Linked DNA regions of Mus musculus: region 2 is linked to region 1. Evidence: chromatin contacts called from public HiChIP or PLAC-seq data. All regions are on one chromosome and are shown on one strand. The core of a region is the stretch at or near the end of the contact, and the rest is flanking DNA. Distances in the headings are between cores, read along the strand shown.

Evidence for each region. HiChIP or PLAC-seq counts read pairs in DNA pulled down with a chosen protein or histone mark.
Region 2: a contact with region 1 is called in an HNF4G HiChIP or PLAC-seq map of pancreatic cancer cells. The contact joins two enhancer-like sites. A contact is called at or near these places in 1 of 484 Hi-C or Micro-C datasets (nephron progenitors), 3 of 115 datasets of contacts at active chromatin or transcription factors (CD8 T cells, embryonic stem cells and pancreatic cancer cells) and 2 of 9 other capture datasets (adipose tissue and pancreatic islet).

What each region holds. Positions count from the first base shown.
Region 1 is chr6:115,219,868-115,224,777 of GRCm38.p6, reverse strand. All of the region lies in intron 1 of Syn2 (synapsin II), which reads right to left. Among named protein-coding and RNA genes, the nearest start is that of Timp4, 30 kb to the left of the region's middle. Within about 2 kb of position 3,192, at least 43 of the 459 cell types and tissues checked have an H3K27ac peak or open chromatin away from gene starts, as enhancers often do. A contact at or near this core is called in pancreatic cancer cells, where this site is marked.
Region 2 is chr6:115,290,830-115,295,341 of GRCm38.p6, reverse strand. No RefSeq gene overlaps it. Among named protein-coding and RNA genes, the nearest start is that of Gm38877, 24 kb to the left of the region's middle. Within about 2 kb of position 1,256, at least 7 of the 459 cell types and tissues checked have an H3K27ac peak or open chromatin away from gene starts, as enhancers often do. A contact at or near this core is called in pancreatic cancer cells, where this site is marked.

The DNA of each region.
Region 1 (4,910 bases), core at 1,943-4,442:
TTAGTCCTTTTTTCCTGAGTTTATTCAATTCCTTCAAGTGATCTTCAGGAGGGTGTCAAGCCTGAGCTAGCAGATGAGACCCCTTAAGGAAAACATCAACTCCAAAGCTCTGAAAATAATGAATTTCCTAGTAAGCACTCAGTTGTGACTTCAGTTGGGAACAAATCAGTTTTCCTGAGCAGATTTTTCTGAAGATATCTATTTTGGGGAATAGTTAAATGATGCGGCCTTACAAGATAACAAGATTATCAAAATTAGGGGAAAAACCTCTCTGTGACTCGGGAGAGCACGTGATGGGAAGATTGGATGCATTTGCTTGTAATTATAGTGGAGCCACAGAACAGAATGCTTTGGAGTCATGGGACAGATTCTCTTTCCATGACTGGCTTACACAATTAAGCCAGTAATTTTCAAAAGATAGGGATGCATTTAATGTAAGATAAACAGGGCCCCTGACATTGAGAAACTCCAGGTTTGCCTCCCATGGAGGGTTACAAACCACACCAACAGTCACTGCCACTGTAGGCCACATTTCTATCCTTCAACAGCAATCTAGACACCAAGAACTGCCCTCCACCGTGACCCTACCACTTTATTTCAAACTCATGCCTGGCTGAGGGAACTAGGAGAATGCACCCTTCTCTTCGGGGGCTTGTGCGGGACACGCTTCTGTACCGGGGCACTTGGCTTGCAAAGCAGAGGAGGAGGCTTTCCAGTCACCACTGGCCCCATGAAAACCCTGCATAAGCATTCATATTGGCCCTTGCCTACCATCCAGTTATTCACCTATCACCTCCCAGTTACCACCACTGTGCCCCTGTCCTCTGCAAAGTCACACTGCCATCATCCTTTAAAGTTCCCATCTCTTCTTCCTACAGTAACTTTTTTTTTCTTTCTTTCTTCCTTCCTTCCTTCCTTCCTTCCTTTCTTTCTCTCTCTCTCTCTCTCTCTCTCTCTCTCTCTCTCTCTCTCTCTCTCTCTTTCTTTCTTCCTTCCTTCCTTTCTTTCTTACTTTCTTTTTATTTAAAAGCCTAATATGAGGACCTGGAGATATGGCCTGGTGGCTAAGAGAACAGGCTGCTCTTAGTTCCTCAACACCTAATAGCAGCTCACAACCATCTGTAGACCCAGTTCCAGAGGATCCGACACCTTTTTCTGACCTCTTCTGACACTGCATGCTCATGGTGCATAGACATACAGGCAGGCTAAACACCCATACACATGAAATAGTTTTTTATTTAAATAAAGCCTAATATGAAACCCATCCACTTGTCATTTTAAGTAGACATGAACTAGTGTCACTAGCTAAATTTCCACATATTTACCTCTGTAGTGACAATTTTGGAATTTTGGTTTCTTTAAAAATACAGAAATATTATAAGAATGTGTTTTCATTTTAATCCCAGGTGTGGGGACATGGGGCTGCTTCAGACTGTCCGAAGCAGTGGACCATAATTTGCCTCGTGCTTTAGCAGAAGTGTGATTTTACCAGCTGCAAATAGTTTCTGTGATTGTGTTACAATTGAAATTCTGGGAACTTTTCAGAGGGTATATAAATGCTAGAGCCCTAAGAGATGTGGTTGTTGGTTGATGGTCTCAGTTGTTAGTAGTCATGCTCAAAGAAGAAACAATAGGAAAGAAGCTAGATTTATGGATCTCTCCCCCCACTATCCTTCTTTCTCTCCTATCTGGTGATAGTGGCGAAACTGGGGGCTGGGGATAAAGGGTGTGAAAAAGAAGAACCTATGAAGTATAAAGACAGGCTACGTTCTCCTCCTTCCCGCCGTATCATGAGCCTCCTGAGAAGGATATGTGTTTCTCAAAGAGCTTACAAGTCCCATTGTTCAACAGCTCACCCTCACTCCTTTCTACTTTATGTGACTCATGCCTATGACAGATGATTTCATGTGTCAACTTGAGTAGGGTACTAGGTGCCCGGTTATTTGTTTAAACAGTATTTCTTAACACGTGAAAGTGGTTTTAGATCAGATTAGCATTTGAATCAGTAGACTAAGTAAAGCATATTGTCTTCTAACTCTCTCTCTCTCCCTCTCTGTGTGTGTGTATGTGTGTCTCTCTGTGTGTGTGTCTGTTAGACTGTCACCAAGTTGCTTCTAAACACAGGCTGAAACTTCTACTGGCGCACCAGTGTCTCCAGATTGCCAACTGCAAATCTGAGACCTTTTTAATCTCCATATGTATGTGAGCCAATTCTGTTTCCCACTGTGTGTGTGTGTGTATGTGTGTGTGTGTGAGAGAGAGAGAGAGAGACAGACAGACAGACAGAGACAGAGAGAGAGACAGAGACAGAGAGACAGAGATAAAAAGACACAGGTAAAGAACATTATAGCAAGAACTTTGCTGTTATGGGAATTGCTGTATTTATCTTATGCTCAGCTCAAACAAGTGTAAAAAATAAACATTTATAATGAACACTTACTCTAACATATGACAGGGCTGAATTCTAACTTAATTGGTTTTTATTTGCTTGTTTGTTTCTTTGTTTTTTGGAACATGGGGACAGGGCTTGTTGCTTCTTTGGAACAAACTTAGGGCCTTGTATGTGCTGGGCTAGCACTCTGCCATGAGGTACATCCCTAGCCCCTAATGTTCTATTTCAGGTATAAATTAACATAGCAGTTAATGAAAGGCTTGTAATTTTATTCTCATTATAACAAGAACACCATCTCCTCTCAGCTTTCTAAGAGAAGATTCTGCCTAGGGGCTTTTTAACTTCTAATAGCAGGCTCACAGAAAGGAAATGTTTGACTACTTCAAGATCTAACAATAGATCCTAGTCTAATAGCACACACCTGTCATCCCAGCATCAGGAGGCAGAGGCCAGAAAATCACAAATCTGAAGACAGTGTGAACGACATGACCCTAAAACAATATTACAGCAACAACAACAACAACACAGCATCAACAAGGCAGGTTGTTGCTCATCTTGCCCTGTGTTAAATTCCTATCCTGTTAGGAAAAACCTAACAGAGGCTGACCACGTTCCTTCCCACCCCTCTTTACAGCGAGAAGGTAATTCTCCCCAAAACCGGACACTAAAGTCGAACAGAGATCCTGATTACTTTCTGGAGCACTTGTGAAACAAGGACCGGGAAAGGCCTAGCATTGCAGAGCGCAGTGACGCTGGCTTTCTGTCGCTTCATGGGTGTGTTGCTTCTTAGGCTGCTGAATCACCAGGCCATGATTCACAGAGCAAATGCAAAGACGCAGGGTGCTCTCTCTCCCCATGCTCTACTCTCATTAGCAGAGGAGGCTCGAGCCTCCTTTCTCAGGCCAAGTGTAAGCTGCGGTGGCTGGCACTGTCAGCCCACTCACTCGCATAGCTCAGCAGAAACATTTTCATATCTCAAAGCAATAATGCTTTGGATTTCCAAATCCCAGCGCAGGTGGCACATTCCATTCCACAATTTTCCAGCTGGCATCACTTCGGGGGGAGATGCAGTCTTCACAACTGATGCTGGCAGGCTGGAAGGAGACCTGGCACTGTCCTGGAAGACATGTGCCATGGTGTCCCAGATGCACTTGAGTATAGCAACAGGAAAGAGAGACCATATTTAGGTGCCTTCTTCTCATCGTCACGGATGGAGAAACTGAAGCTTAGAGGAGAAAAGTGGACAAGATCGCACCATGGGAATCTTGTGGGAATGTTGGTATAATGGGAAATTCATGCCGGGGCCTGGTCTGGCTCTCTTCTTTGTCAATGTGTCTTTACTTCTAGCCACTGCTAATGATCCGAAACAATCCTCACACTCAACAAGCCCTGAAGAGAAGTTCTAAGAACCAACCCAATCCTGAAGACGTACCCCTTTTAGTCTTCGAACATATTTATTTGAAGAGGATTGTTTAGTACTGTTATAGTGAAACATATTCTATAAACTCTTTAAATATGATAATTCTCATTCATTTACTCTTTCAAAGAAGATCTACTAGATTGGGCACCTATTAAAGGCTCAACTGTCCACCAGGCATCAGATAAGGAAAGGTCTCACCTAGTTGTAACATAAGGACTAAAAAGGAAATGATGTTAGCAGAAGCACAGTGGAATCCTTACCCATGCACAGGCACTAGAGTATCTTAAGTACAATAAAGTCAATAATGGATAGTGTTTTACTACATATTTAGCATTGGTTTCTGAGTTAAGCACTTTATCCATCTTACTCGATTTTCATGTAAGAACTGATGAGGAAGGAGCACTACCCCTGAACTCACTTACTTCACAATGCTTCCAACACACAGCATTACTTAGAAAAACAAAAACCAAACCTTTAGCCAGGCCTAGTGGCATTCACCATCTCTGAACAAACTCTTTTGGTTCAAGGTTAGCCTGGTCTATGTAGTGAAACTGTGTCTCAAATAAACAAACAAATTCAACAATAATATCAACAAATGGAACTTTTAATGGGCATCCACTAGAAAGTCTCAGAACTTACTAGTAATTTTCTAAGATATTCACTTTCTAAGATATTTATGCTAGTTTTCCATTTATTTGATACTTTAAATAATTGATCATAACAATGCCCATTAATATTTGAACACACATTTCCAAGTAAACATGACTTCTAAAAGAGCCCATCGCTTTAAAAAGCTTACTTATGCATGCTAGTAGAGACAGCCAACTCCTTTATGTACAATCTGATACTTTTCTGACTAACAGGCAACTTTTATAACTGTTAATTTTCTTTTTTTTTTCTCACAGTGGCTTACAAAAGAAAAACATCCCAAACTTTAAGTTTTCATTAGTGTACATTAACTGAACAAAGTGGTGGGTTCACTATTGCATTTTCATGCTTGTATATAATGTACTTTGATCATATCTCCCCCCCATCCATTACTGTCCCATGTCTCCATTTTCAGCTCATACTGGACCCCCTTCCTTTTCTCAATGGTCT
Region 2 (4,512 bases), core at 7-2,506, 72 kb before region 1:
AGGACCTGGCACAGCCTCCTCCACACTTGAGATTGTCTCTGGCTTCCTGATGCCATGGAAACACTATAGGAATAGGTGCTTTGAATTGTTTAGGAAATAATGGCACATGCTCTGTACGTGGTCAGTACTGATGCCTCCATCCCAGGTTAATAGTACATGCCAGCCAGAGCCCAGCATAGGTCTGATCCGCTGATGTGAAGCCCAGAATAAGGATAAGGAGAGCCAATTGGATTTTTAAGCGAGTCACTTCCTGCACGTAAAGCTACGCCTTCTCTTGCTCTCTGTCTCCAAGCCCTCAGGCCTCTGATGGCCCAGGGCTCCTTGGAAGGCAAGAACACCTACGTCAGAGCTGAGAGGGGCTCTGGTTTTGCCCTGCCTGGGGTTACAGAGAGGCTCTGGAAAACCATGAGAGCTTAGTTTCCCACTGTGCTCCTCCATGTCAAAGCAGTCCCCTTGCCCAGTTCCTCTGCACGTGGACTCTCTCTTCCCATAATGCCTTTCACGTGAACATCTGTTCCAAATCCTATTGTCTTCATTGTTTCACTCCACCAAGACATGGCTCCTCTGTGTATCCCAGGCTATCCTGGGACTAGCTCTGTAGACCAGGCTGGCCCAGAACTCAGAGATCCTCCTACCTCTGCTTCCTGCATGCTGGATGTACACCATCACACCCAGCTGACCAGACCTCATCTACTTAGCAAGAATTAATGTATGTATTTCCTGACTGTGGATCTCTAATCTGGTTGGTTTGGCCTTTTTGTTTTAGATTTATATGTTTTATGCGGTTTGCTGTTTTATCTGTATGGATGGTCAGAGGAGGTCAGATCCCTTAGACCTGGGGTTACAGGGAGTTTTGAACTCTCACATGGGTTTGGGAATCAAACCCGGGGCCTTTGTAAGAACAGCCTGTGCTGTGAACCACTGAGCCCCTGGTGTAATCTACTGAAATCTTGGCCTTCCTTACAGAAGGAAGACGAACATCACAAAACAGCAGTGCCTGGACACATTTTTAATATTGTGCTTACTTTGGTAATCTTTCATTAAATTGCTCCTGTCACGTAGGGCAAATGTTTTAATTAAAATGGTATTTCAATCAGTCAGCAGCCCCAGGCTTGAAGCGGTGGTAAGGATAAGATACTGCCAGAGAGCCCAATCCTATTTTCCAAGGTACTTGCTCTCTATGGAGCACCTCCTGCTGCTGGCCTGCCTCCTCTGGGCTGGAGGCTGTGGGCATGGATCCAGATGTGACTCAGCCTCTCCCACCACTGCAGATGCACCACTGGGTACGCATGCAAGGCACCTGCTCTTCTCCACTGAAGGGGTCAAGCCCTGTGCATCCTCAGAGGAGTCTGTATCAAGAAGCACCTTCTTCTTCCTGTTGATAATGGCCCTGTGCTTAGCTGCAGCTGTCTGCCTGGTATCTGAAGACCAGCTAGGGAGTCTCTCTGCCATATACAGTGGGTGGCAGGGCTGGCTCTAGTGGGGACTAAACTGGTAATAAATGGTGTTTAAAGACTCAGATCTCCATGGCAGGGAACAAGAACCACCTTAGGGTGTGATATGGGGACTATGGAGAGACAAAACACCACTTAAAGATGTATGTGACCCACATCCCTGAATAGTCAGAATAAATTCATTACAGTCTGTTGGGAACATTGAAGTTCCGTGTCAAAACCTTTTTAGGAAATAGCATTCGAGACCCAAAGAAAGAAACTTTAACAGCTACTGGATCTTAAAGATGCTATTTATGGGTTATGGATTTTCTAGCACATGCCCTGTCTTACAGGACTTCTTTTCCACAAGTCCTGAGAACCCAGGACTTTGAATGGGGTTCCAGGTTCTGGAAGGATGGCTTGAGCAGACGTCAGTGCTTTAAAGAGGTGATTTGGGTGTTTGTAGTTGTCCCAGTTCTAAATAAATGAACATTAGCTTAGCACTCAGAGAGCTGAATCCGGCCCTACAGAGAAGGCTGGGGGGGTCACGAGTATCCTTTTACATTAGCATTGAGCTAGGTATCCCCTAAGGATTCAAACACATAAATTACAGGAGGTTTGTTTGTTTGTTGTCTTGGCTTCTTTTTGGTTGGAATCTAGCCTTTAACAGCTGGGCTGTCTCTCCCGTTTGACTCTGACATCTTTCAGGCAGACAGAATGGTCTCTGAAAGGTCTCTGCAGTCTCGTGGTCAGTGTAGCAGCGATAAGGCTTAGATCCCTGGTCCCTGGGTCATCAGAGAGCTCAGTAGTAAACTGTGAGATGGGGGTGGGGCTATAAAGGTGGGGACTATGTGGCCAAGCTTAAGGGAAAGAGAGCCCATCTTGCCCCCAAGATGTGAGCAGACAAGAGAACACAAGTTGTAGTGGGGTCAGGACAGTTCGGAGAGCTTTAATCTGGAGCAGGGGACTTTCGGGGCAGCAAGCTCAGGGTGGATTTGGTTTCTGTTTGCTGAAGGCCTTGATGATAAGCTCCAGATCGGAGCTTGTGCTCTAGGCAGTGGGGAATTATTCTGGGCATGTGAGTCAGGGATGCACGATGACGAAAGTGGAGCTCCAGGCTTTATCTGGCCTAGCATTTGACAAAGGATGGGGGAAGCTGATTCTGAGAGTAGAGAACACATGGTGAGGCCATAATTTAGGGTTTTGAACAAAGGCAGCGTTCACTTTTGAAAACTGTCACATCAAAGTCCAAAATGGTGGCCTAATTAGTGAGCAGTTGGAGATGCAGGTTGTCTGGTTTGGCAAGAATAGATTCATCCCTGGAGCCTGCCTACCCCCTCAAGGTCAGGAGATTGTGAAGAAGAAGAGATGGCTGGGAAATCCTGCCCCTCTGGATGGAAAGGTTCTCTAGGTTTGCTTCATGTTCAGTTTTAACACATGAATATCTATAACAGTATTTTTAGACAAAAAAAACAAAACAAAACAAAAAACTCCAGACAGCCTGGGGAGGGGTATAGCTCAGCGATAGAGCATGCACCGAACATGTCCAGGCTCTGGGTTGGATCACCAGCACAAAACAAATAAAAAAAAACTGAACACGAAAGCCTGCACTGTCTGTGACACTGGACAGTTCTCTGAGAAGGTTCATTTTGTGGTAGGGTGTTTGAAAGAACATCAAATATTAAAAACAATCCCCTCTTTCAATAATTTTCTGTTATTTCAAAAGGCCACTGATCTGAGAGAAGCCAAGTTCCAAGATTAAAAAGAAGACAACAAACTAACACATAGACATGGAATTCCCATACACGCCATCGCCCTAGAAGTCTGGCTTACGCCTCTAAGACTACCCACCCATCTACTCAAATTAGCCTGTCCCATTCCCAAGCCATCTGCGCACAGCATCACGTTGCAATTACCAGCTCAAAAACTAGCTTTTTGAGAAATCTCAGCCACTTAAGGCAAAACTCCAGGGGAGGCCTATTCTTAATACATTTTTTTGTTGATATTTATCTCTCAGCTGTGGTATGAAATACTGATTTCTTACAACATAGGCATGTATTTACCAGTCAGATGGCGGCAGCTGTGAACTGGTGGGGGCTGTTACACCTGCCCACCCTTTCTAAGGCCCAGTGGGTCTGCTTTTGCTGTCTGTTTGTTTGTTTGTGGGTGTTTTTTTGTTGTGTGTGTGCTCACGTGGGCATTTGCACATGCACATGCATGCCCGTGGTACTGGAAGATCTCAGTGAGTCGTTACAAGTGTGGCGTTAAGTGTGTTGCCTTCTAAGTCCCTCTCCATGTCAGGGAGAGAGAGGAAGGAAAGTCACTTGGCACTGATGGCAGTATATCAACAACTTACAAGGACAGTGAAGAAACCAAGGCAAGGAAGGCCCTGCCACTCAGTCTTCTCGTTGGTCACTCTGAAGACGATCTTAACTGGCGTATTTAGAAAATACAAAATAAATTTTAAAAAAGGGAGGGGGAACAAGGAAGCTTGCCTGTCTGGATACACCGGTGCCTTTGGAAATGGCAGTCTGAGAAAGCATCCCACCGAGGATGTGTTCAGCCATTCACTTCCTTTCATCTTGGCTAAATTGATGCAAGAAGTATAGACTGACTTTAGGGATGTAACAGTCTCTGACTTCCTCTTGCTTTTCTGGTGCTGGGAGGAGGGGCCAAACCCAAGGCTTCACACATGGTGGACAAGTACTCTGCCACTGAGCTAGACAGCCCTGGGTCTGACTTTCAGACCAGACATGGACCCATTTCTTTAACTTATAGAGGAAAGAGAGAACCCAGTGGTGCAAACAATTCACTGGGAACAAAACATTCAGTTATAAGCAAAAGTCATGTTTTCTTCATATGTTCTCAGTATGTTGGGAAATTAAAGCCCAGCTTGGGGGGAGGGCAGGATATTCGGGGGTGGGGCTTTGTAGTTAAATCCTTACCTCTGTAATTCCTTGCTTCTGCCCTAATCATACTCCCTGAGTTTGAAGTCTCTTTTGCCTGAGAGTTCCCAGCCCCCCTAGAGTCTAATCTCAGTCTCCCTTCTCTAGCTCCCTACAGACTGGTGTTTCTAATC